Linked DNA regions of Mus musculus: region 2 is linked to region 1. The links are chromatin contacts, called in public Hi-C maps. All regions are on one chromosome and are shown on one strand. The core of a region is the stretch at or near the end of the contact, and the rest is flanking DNA. Distances in the headings are between cores, read along the strand shown.

Region 1 (4,945 bases), core at 985-3,484:
TTATTATATGTAAGTACACTGTAGCTGTCTTCAGACACTCCAGAAGAGGGAGTCAGATCTTGTTACAGATGGTTGTGAGCCACCATGTGGTTGGTGGGATTTGAACTCTGGACCTTCGGAAGAGCAGTCGGGTGCTCTTACCCACTGAGCCATCTCACCAGCCCCCTCCATTTTCTTTTCTTTTTTTTTAATTTTTTATTAGATATTTTCTTCATTTACATCTCAAATGCTATCCCAAAAGTCCCCTATACCCCCACCCCCTTGCTCCCCTACCCACCCACTCCCACTTCTTGGCCCTGGTGTTCCCCTGTACAAGCTTGCAATCCCACCAGCAATGGAGAAGTGTTCCTCTTTCTCCACATCCTCGCCAGCATCTGCTGTCATCTGAATTTTTGATCCTAGCCATTCTGACTGGTGTGAAGCAGAATCTCAGGGTTGTTTTGATTTGCATTTCCCTGATGATTAAGGATGTTGAACAGTTTTTCAAGTACTTCTCAGCCCTTCAGTATTCCTCAGTTGAGAATTCTTTGTTTAGCTCTGTGCCCCATTTTTTAATGAGGTTATTTGATTTTCTGGAGCCCAGCTTCTTGAGTTCTTTGTATATATTGGATATTAGTCCCCTATAGTTATTTCTTGTGAACTGAAAAACAGTACAGACCTTTAACATAAGAGAGAAAACTAAACGATGTCTGTGTTACCCTTTATCCCTCCAAGAGTGAGCCAGGCCTGGCTATATTTGTCTGGAGAGGAGATCATTTTGAAATAGAAGAGATTAATTATATGATTTTCTCAGTTTGCTTGACCTATTTCTTTAAATGTGTAAATGAATTTTTAAAAACATCTTATTGGTTCTTTGTGAATTTCACACCATGTACCCCAATCCTTCTCATCTCCTCCTTCCGTCTCTTCTACCCTTGCATCCTCTCCCCAATGGAGGAAAAAATCCTCATGGAAGCTATAGTGTATAACAGTGTATACAGAGCTCATGCATCCTTTTGTTCCCATTTCTTTACAAATGTTCATTGCAAAGACTCATTGGTCTGATACAATGCCTCTGACTTCTGCTGCCTCAGTGGGACTCCTCTCAGATATCCTGTTGTTGCCCTGTGTCATGGAGATCTTGTAATTTTGGATCTATGGGATTGGGCCCCTTCGTGCCCTCCAGTAGTTCCATCAATGCGATAGATGTTGGAGTGGGCCAATTCAGAGCCCTGGATCTGGGCCTGAGAGGTATCTGAGCTGGTCTTCCTGAGGGCTCTCCTGCTCTCTCCACCTTGGGGCTGGCTCACCAGCAACCCCTGGAAACAGGGTCAGCTCTACCCTGCTGCCCAGGTGAGGTGCAGAGCCTGCTCTCCTGAGTGTTACAGCTAATAAGGGACATGGCCAGTTCTCTGATTCTCATGACTCTGGGGCCAACTCCTCTGCCTGCCATAGATGGTAAATAAAGATTTTTTTTTTTAAAATGTGAATCAAGTGCTCTGTTATAAAGATTAATTTTATTCATGAAAGGGTTGCTGTTTTTCTCTTTGTAGTATTGCTACCAGTAGTGCAGTTTCAAAGGAGCTTACCAGACTTTTGAAGATACCTGTTGATACTTACAACAATATCTTAACAGTATTAAAGTTAAAGCATTTCCACCCACTTTTTGAGTACTTTGACTACGAGTCCAGAAAGAGCATGAGCTGTTATGTGCTTAGTAATGTTCTGGATTATAACACAGAAATCGTCTCTCAGGACCAGGTAAGAGAACACAGATATGCTCTTCTAGGGAATTAGAAAAATATGGTTGACTAAGATTTTAGATATTGAGCTGTAGACACTGGTTATAAATGAAGGAGGTAACATAATAATAAAAATATGAATAGCTTATTTGTTATATAGAAGTTAAAAAATTGGAGATGTACAAAGAATTATTAAATACCTCTGATTTCACCACAGTTGATTAACATTTGGCATACCTCTTTTCAGATTTTTGTCCATAAATGAATACATTGACCTATCAACTTTTCAATGCCTTTGGAACAACCTCCCTACTTCTCCCAATTTTATGTCCTCCTTTTTTTTTTTTTTTTTTTAAATTCAGCTCAATTATTACTTCCTGTATGTGAATGAGTAGAAGAGGGTCACCTGCTGGGAATATAAGCAACCTACCAGTGACTGTACCCCATAGAAGTGACTCTCCCGCCTTCAGTAGCCAGTATTTGCCAATAGCTCTTCAGCTAGGGTTGGCTCCTTGGGAACTTCCTTTCTATCCAGGATGAGTGTTGACTAGCTTGATCTTGGGCAGGCAATCAAAGCTACTGTGGAAAGGTGCTATTTTGCAGTAGTCCTTGACCTCTGGCTATAATATTTCTGTCCCCTCTTCAGTGTTCCCTGAGCCATGTTGGGGAGGGTATGCTAAAGACATGCTATTTAGGGCTTAACACTCCATAGTCATTTACTTTCTACCCTTTGAGTTCTATTAACTGTTATCCACTGCAAAAAGAAGCATCATTGATAAGGGAGAAAGCTATAATAATCTGTGGCTGGAAGGATATTTAGAAGATAGTTTGTTACTATGTCCACTTAGCAAAATAATAGTAGTAGACTCTGCCTTAGCCCTTTTTCTTCGTAATCCTTGGGTTCTTTGCCAGGTTTGCAGTACCAGTACCAGGCATGAATTCTACCCTGTGGAACAAACCTTAAGTCCAAGTAGAAAGCCCTGGTTATTCCTAAAATATTCATTCCACTATTGTACCAATGGGCGAATTTTGTCAAACTGGTTGTTACTGTAGCTTAAAAAGTTCACAGCTGGGTGAAACTGTTTATTCTAACTTTTTTACAAAAACACTGAATTATTTTGCTGATATTGTTTCATTATGTATCCACTTAGAAACTGTTGCCTTTTTTGTTGATAGTGTCAGGCTAATATTTTCTACTTTCTGTGTTGCAGGTAGATTCCATAATGAATTTGGTGTCCACATTGATTCAGGATCAGCCAGACCAACCTGTAGAAGACCCTGATCCAGAAGACTTCGCTGATGAACAGAGCCTTGTTGGCCGATTTATTCATCTGCTACGTTCTGATGATCCTGACCAGCAGTATTTGGTATGAGTTATCTCTTACTGTAACCTTTCCTCACGCTTAATGAGCAGAAAAGTGTTTAAAATGGTTTAATGCAGCTTTTGCATTGGTTTAAGGTGTTAAAAAACTTGTTACTGAATTAAAGTTCATGACCTTAAAAAAATTTATTTACCTATTTAGTTTTTTTGAGGCAAGTTCTCACTGTAGCCATGTTGGCCTTAAAATTATGATCCTGCTGCCCTAGCTTCCTGAGTGCTACAAATTCAGTTGTGTACCACCGTGCACAGCTGGGATTTTATTTTTGTATAAATGAATAGTTAAATTGTTGGCACTCATGAAGAACAAGTCAGGTATTCCAGCTTCTCTTGAAAACCTGAGAATTGCAGAAAAGCTTGCTTTCCTTTAGTTGGATATTACGTAATTGTTCTGTGTTCTGTGTCTTTTTCAACAGTGTAGTGCATTTAGAATGTTTAGTTGTTTATCATAATAAACTTAATGAGACATAAAATCTGATAGGAAGATATTTGTCAGATGAAAATGTATGAAGGACTTTAAAGTTTAGTGATCAGACAAGACAAAGCTTTCTCTTTTATCATAGTCCTCAGTTAATCTTTATGAAATGAAGATTTAAATGTGACCTAAGTAGGTAAGTTGGCATCTGATAGTGGATGATTTAAAAGGCTGATTTCTTTAATTTGTCTTAGGGAGAGTCTTTTATGCACTATGTGATCAAGACAGTATGTGAATACTGAAATATTTTAAGTTGCTCCCCCTTCTTCGCTCTTCCTTCTGTGTGTGTGGAGGGGATTGCTCTCATTTTCTGTGTCACATCGATAGTATTTATGGCTGATTGGTTATGTTTGTATGTCACCATATCAAAGAAATCCACAAGACCCAAATATATCACATACTGTATTTTACGTGAATTCTTTAGTGTTTATATTTGCGTGTTTATGTAGGTGCACCTGAAGGTTAAAGGTCAGCATCAAGTCAGGTACTTTCCATTGTGTTTTTCTAGACAGGGTTCCTCAGTGAGCTCCTGGAGTCAGCTGCTTCTGCCTTCCCAGTGCTGGGACTGCAGTTGCATGGCTGCGCCTGGCCTTTTATGAAGATGTTGGGAATCTAAACTCAGCTTATGCTAGAAGCATTTTACTGACTGAACCATCTGCCCAATCCTTTGGTTTTCCTTTTCTTTTCTTCTTTTCTTTCTGAACCAACCATACATTTGTTTCATACGGCTTTTTAAATTATATTGTAGTTTTCTTAATTTAAGTGTGCTTAGGAAGTTTGATCTACCTGTAAGGATAAATAATTAAGGTTATAGGAAGATCTAAAAGATTAGAGTTTAGACAACCCCAAATAGCTAGAACAGGCTTTATTTAATTCCAGAAAGATGGTTTCTCTAATTCTGGCCAACTAATCATGGCATAGGCCCCAGTCACTCAGTGGTCAGAGTTCAAGAGAATGAGGGGTTATATGTAGCCTTTTGAAGCTAAGGATAGGAAAGGTGGAAAGGGGAATTTAGCCGCTTTCCTTAGATAACCTGGGTTTTTTGTTTGTTTGTTTGTTTTCTGGTTTTGGAGACTGCGGGGTCTGTCATCTCTTTCTGCAACCACAAGGTGTTTGAGGCAGCTACTTTTTCCAAATAGCTGGCTTCCTGGAGCTCTGAGCTCAGTTTAGGGCCTTGACTTTTAGGAGTGATTCTCCTACTCCTACACACACACCAGAGCCGTTTTTCCATAATTGCCTACTTTTCTGAGCACATACTTTGTGCAAGGTATTGATGACATAATTGAAACTTTGTGTCATTTAATCTTCCCAACAGTTTTATAGGAATATGCTACCTCATTTTTCAAGTGAAATTTATGCTAAGAGGAAGGC
Region 2 (4,945 bases), core at 1,196-3,695, 250 kb before region 1:
GACAGCTACTTCAGTCACAACCTGGATCATCAGCCCTCGAGTGATGATGTCTAAACCAGTTCACTGTGAAAGCCCTAGTACAGAAACAAGCTTCTTCCCATAGAAGAAAGGAGATCCAACTAACGTTCAGATTCTCGTCAAGGCTTTAGGGACAGAGAAGCAAACTCTACTGGCCACACTCCTGTCATTTCTTCAGAGACCTACATCTGTCTCAAATACATTCACAGCTTCCTTATCTTTTCTTATATTTATTTATTTATTTTGGTTTTTTTGAGGCAGGGTTTCTCTGTGTAGCCCTGGCTGTCCTGGAACTCACTCTGTAGACTAGGCTGGCCTCTTCCTTCCAAGGATGTGGCTAAAGGGATGAGGTCCCACTTCATGGCTATTGAGATAGAGTGTTGCTACATAGCATTCACTGGCTGGAACTTGCTATGTAGACCAGGCTGGCTTCAAATTCAGAGATTTGCCGGCCTCTGTCTCCTGAGTGCTGAGATTAAGGGTGTGCACCACCACATGGCCCTGCACTTACTTGCTCCATGGTGTGCATGTGGAACTCAGAAGATAACCTGTAGCAGTCAGTACAGTCTCTTTCTACCATATAGGTTCCAGGAACCAAACCAACATCTTCAGGCTTCATGGTAAGTCATCTGGACAGCTGCCAATGTTACATATTTTTATCTGACCAAGACATTCTACAGCATGAGTCTATCATGTTCCAGTGATTAATGCTTTGTTAGTATTAATCCATACACACTCTAAGATATCTTATAAACCCAGTGACTAAAAACATACCATACATAACAGTGTGGAACCCATCTGAAGACATTATATTGAATCATTGGAAATCCAAGGGTCTGGAGCTGGGTATGGTACACACCCTGTAATGTACCAGGGAAGAAGAGGCAGAAGAGTCGGGACTACAAGTCCATGCGCCTCATACTCAGTGCTGTGGTCAATCCTGAACGACAATTAGTAGGACTTAGAAGCACCATGACAGCAAGTATTTGGTCATATACGTGTTTAATCTTTGTTAGGTTATTTGCGAGAGGAAGACACACCCTTAATGTGGGACATAACATTCTGTGGTCTGAGGTCCCATAATGAATAAAAAGGAGAAAGTGGGCTCAATACAAGCACTCATCAGGGTGGACAGTTCCCTCAAGGCCTTGCTGCCACGACTCCCTGCTACCTTGGACTGTGTGCCCTCAAACTGTGAGCCCAAATAAACTCTTTCTTCCTTTCTCAAGGTGTTTTATCATGGCAAACAGGAAAAAAGAATACTAAAAAAAAAAAAAAAAAAAAAGACTGTCATGAAGTGGGGCTGTTGCCATGATAAACCCAACCATATAGTTCTTACCTGTTTGGAACTGGTTTGTTGGAGGAACATGGAAGAGTTTTGAAACTTTGGGCTAGAAAAGCCTTTGAGTACTACAGGCATAGTTTAGTGGGTCATGCCCGTGGGAACCTGGAGAATAATTCTGAGAGCAATGGGGACAGCAGAGGCCTGGTTCACAAGGTTCCCAGTGAAGAGCCAGTGGGACCATTCATGGGATATTCTGGGAAATAGTCCGCCTGTGTCATAAGAGCCTGAATCTGGTTGAATTTAAAGGCTTGTTGTCTCACTCCAGGCCTCTGCTGACAAAGCATGCCATGGTGGGGAGCACAAGTCACTGAAGAGAGGAGGACTGGCGAGCAGGCAGGAGTTCAAAGCCAACCAGGACTACACAGTGAGACCATCTCAACATTACCCCCTCCCCTCCCATCTAGAATAATATCTGTAGTTTCTGATCTGTATTTAACACACTCAACTGTACAATAAAATATAATTTACTCCCTAGAGAGTTGGTGTGTGTTCCTATGTGGGCTCCTGTGAGGGAAGCTACAAAACATTTCTCTGTCCACTTAGCTACCAACTAGCTGTGACTCCCACAAGCAGCTCACTACACAACTCCAGCACCAGGGGATGCAATGCCTCTGGCCTCTGTGAGCTCCTGTACTCGTGTGCACACACATACACTTCTTTTTGTTTGTTTTGGTTTTTGTTTGTTTGTTTTTGTTTTTTCGAGACAGGGTTTCTCTGTGTAGCTCTGGCTGTCTTGGAACTCACTCTGTAAACCAGGCTGGCCTCAAACTCAGAAATCCACCTGCCTCTGCCTCCCGAGTACTGGGATTAAAGGCCTGAGCCACCATGCCCAGCTACACATACACTTCTTGAACACACATCCTCCACACCCACACTAAAGTGGCCTCTGTTAGTGTAGCACCATCCCTTTTTCATGGGTTGTTTCTTCTGACTCAATGTTACTCAGCAAGGCTGGCGATCCTAACAGCCATTCCCACCTCCTCTGTACACGGCTCCCCTTCCTGTGCAAAGCACCCTCTTCTCACAAGCCAAAATATCTGACTCAGGAAAGGACACGTGGGACCATGAGATTTTCTATGTGCAATGGGGCAAGGCAACCTCTGCCAGAGTAAACATTAGAAACAGAGCCAGTTTCCCTACAGCTTACACAGGATAGTCAGTTTCTTTGCTTAAACTGTGTTGAGTGGGTTCCTAATGATTCCTAGTTAGAGTCCTAGTTATTTTTCTTTGCATACTTTCTAAATTTTAATAAAGATATAGAAAGCATATTTTAAAAACAATTTTAAATTTGAAAGCCATATTCCAAGACAAATGTGAACTGGGAAACCTGGGTAAGATCAATACAATGTCGTATAGCACAACCCAACCCATCGCTTCTCCAGCTCCTGTCCCCACCTCTCCGGCCTTAATCTCTTCTTACTTTACTGCCAGCAGAAAGCAAAAGTCCACATTAGTTTTAACAACTTGTTAGAGCCAGGAATGGTGGCACAATCCCAGTGTAGACTGTAAAGGCAAGAGCCTCAGGAGTTCAAGGTCAGCCTTAGACTACACAGTAGTTTAAAGTCAGCCTGGGGTACAGATGTACTAGCATACTAGGCAGCCAGAGAGCAAGGCTCTCAAAACAAAAACAGAAACAAAAGACCTCCAAAGTTTCTCCAACTAAGCAACTCCCTGTCTTTAGGGTCAAACCCTAAGAAGCAGAAGCTGGGACCCCAGTAGAGGAGTTAAAGGACTGGGGGAGCTGAAGGGGTTTGCAACCCCATAGGAAGAACAACAATACCAACCAACCAACATCCCCGCCCCCTCCCCAGAGCTCCTAGAGACTAAACCACCAACCAAAGAGGACAGATGGAGTGACCCATGGCTCCAGCCACATATGTAGCAGAGGATGGCCTTTTTGGGCATCGATGGGAGGAAAGACCCTTGGTCCTGTGAAAGCTTGATGCCCCAGTGTAGGGGAATGCTAGCTCAGGGAGGCGGGAGTGGGTGGGTGGGGGAGCACCCTCATAGAAGCAGGCAGAGTGGGGATAGGGAGTTTCCGGGCTGGGAAAGGGGATAACATTTAAAATGTAAATAAAGAAAATATCCAAAAAAAAAAAAAAAGAAGCAGAAGCTGTTGGTTAACCAAGTTTGTGATACTTAGGTAAATGTACTGTTCAGGAACACATATATTTATACTTGTGCATATTTAAAATATATAAGATACTAAAAATATATGCACATATACACAGATCCACTCAACAGTGACATCCACCCAACCATTTATTGCTTCTGTTGTTTTCAGTTTTGTTGTGATTAGGTCTTTTTTGTTTTTGTTTTTGTTTTTCAAGACAAGGTTTCTCTGTGTAGCCCTGGCTGTCCTGGAACTCACTCTGTAGACCAGACTGTCCTTGAACTCAGAAATCCACCTACCTCTGCCTCCCAAGTGCTAGGATTAAAGGCGTGAGCCACCACTGCCCAGCGTGACTAGGTCTTATTAGGTAAATCAGACAGGACGCAAACTCGCAGACACCAGTCTGCCTCTGCCTCCCCAGTCCTAGGATTAAAGTGTATGCCATCATACTCAGCCCCACGCAACTTTTAGTTTTTATTGACCAAGCTGCTCAGTCACCACTCTGGAAGTATTTTATTGTTCAGAGCTTCCCAGCATGGCTGTTACAAAGAACCATGCTAAGGAGGCGGAAGAACTGATGATGCTAAGTAGGAAAGAGCATGCAGGCCTGCGCCTGCTCACATCCAAATGGAAACAATGTCTCTGAGGTGTGGCTGACCAGGTCCAGCCTGGCCAGGTTTCCACAGCCCCACCCACATGCTGCGACTCGAGTGATGCTGAAACCCAAAAGGCATGGCAACAGAACCTGTAGAAAATCCAAACTATCATAACCAGCCATCCTACTTGAAGTTAATCTCTTAGAACAGCTAAACTTTTATTTAAAAAGCAAATCAAGCATATTTGTCATCTTAAAAAAAAAACATGTAAACATTGCAAAATTTGGAGGGTTATTTATAATCTGAAGACACTTATAAAAATTTTTGGACTTGTTAGGACTATAAATACTAACCCTCTACTCCCCTCCCCCCATGAAAAAAGCCAATTGTTACAAAAATATAAAAAAATATTCTAGCTTCTAGTTAACCTTTCATGGAAGAATCTCAGAACTCTGGAGCATATCTGGATTATATGCCTAGCGAGCACACATGGTACCTTTTCAGCTTTTAAAGGAAAAGCTGTAGACCATCACATCCTGTTATGGATGCGGCTACTTCCTTCACAGTAATGCAATGCTTGTGAGTGTTAACAACTTGAAGTTCTGTTTTAAAGTCGCACCCCCTGCAGTGTGGGACTATAGGGCAGGAGGCTGGTTTCAGCCTTACTCCACAGCCTTCACATCTTTCTCTCTCTGGCTCCGAAAACTCCCTTGACTCGCTGCGTGGGTACCCAGGCTCCTGCGCGGGAGCTCCGGACAGCTTTCCCACTCTCACTGAAGAACGAGACAGTTAAGAGACAAGCCTGGCCTGGCGCTCCCTATAGCACCTGTTTCCTTGGTGCGCACATGGCCCACCCAGGTGTGCTAATTCAAG

What was found. A called contact is a pair of places that touch in the nucleus more often than the background predicts.
Region 2: a contact with region 1 is called in a Hi-C map of nephron progenitors, with 6 times the contacts expected there. The contact joins two enhancer-like sites. A contact is called at or near these places in 20 of 484 Hi-C or Micro-C datasets (the C10 cell line, the C2C12 cell line, the G1E-ER4 cell line and 10 more), 4 of 115 datasets of contacts at active chromatin or transcription factors (cardiomyocytes and embryonic stem cells) and 3 of 9 other capture datasets (adipose tissue, embryonic stem cells and liver).

The regions. Positions count from the first base shown.
Region 1 is chr8:85,271,615-85,276,559 of GRCm38.p6, reverse strand. Vps35 (VPS35 retromer complex component) reads left to right here. Exons shown (of 17, transcript NM_022997.5): 11 at 1,533-1,740; 12 at 2,933-3,088. Among named protein-coding and RNA genes, the nearest start is that of Vps35, 25 kb to the left of the region's middle. Within about 2 kb of position 2,234, at least 2 of the 459 cell types and tissues checked have an H3K27ac peak or open chromatin away from gene starts, as enhancers often do.
Region 2 is chr8:85,526,586-85,531,530 of GRCm38.p6, reverse strand. Gpt2 (glutamic pyruvate transaminase (alanine aminotransferase) 2) reads right to left here. Exons shown (of 12, transcript NM_173866.4): 12 at 2,629-4,945. Among named protein-coding and RNA genes, the nearest start is that of Dnaja2, 26 kb to the left of the region's middle. Within about 2 kb of position 2,445, at least 41 of the 459 cell types and tissues checked have an H3K27ac peak or open chromatin away from gene starts, as enhancers often do.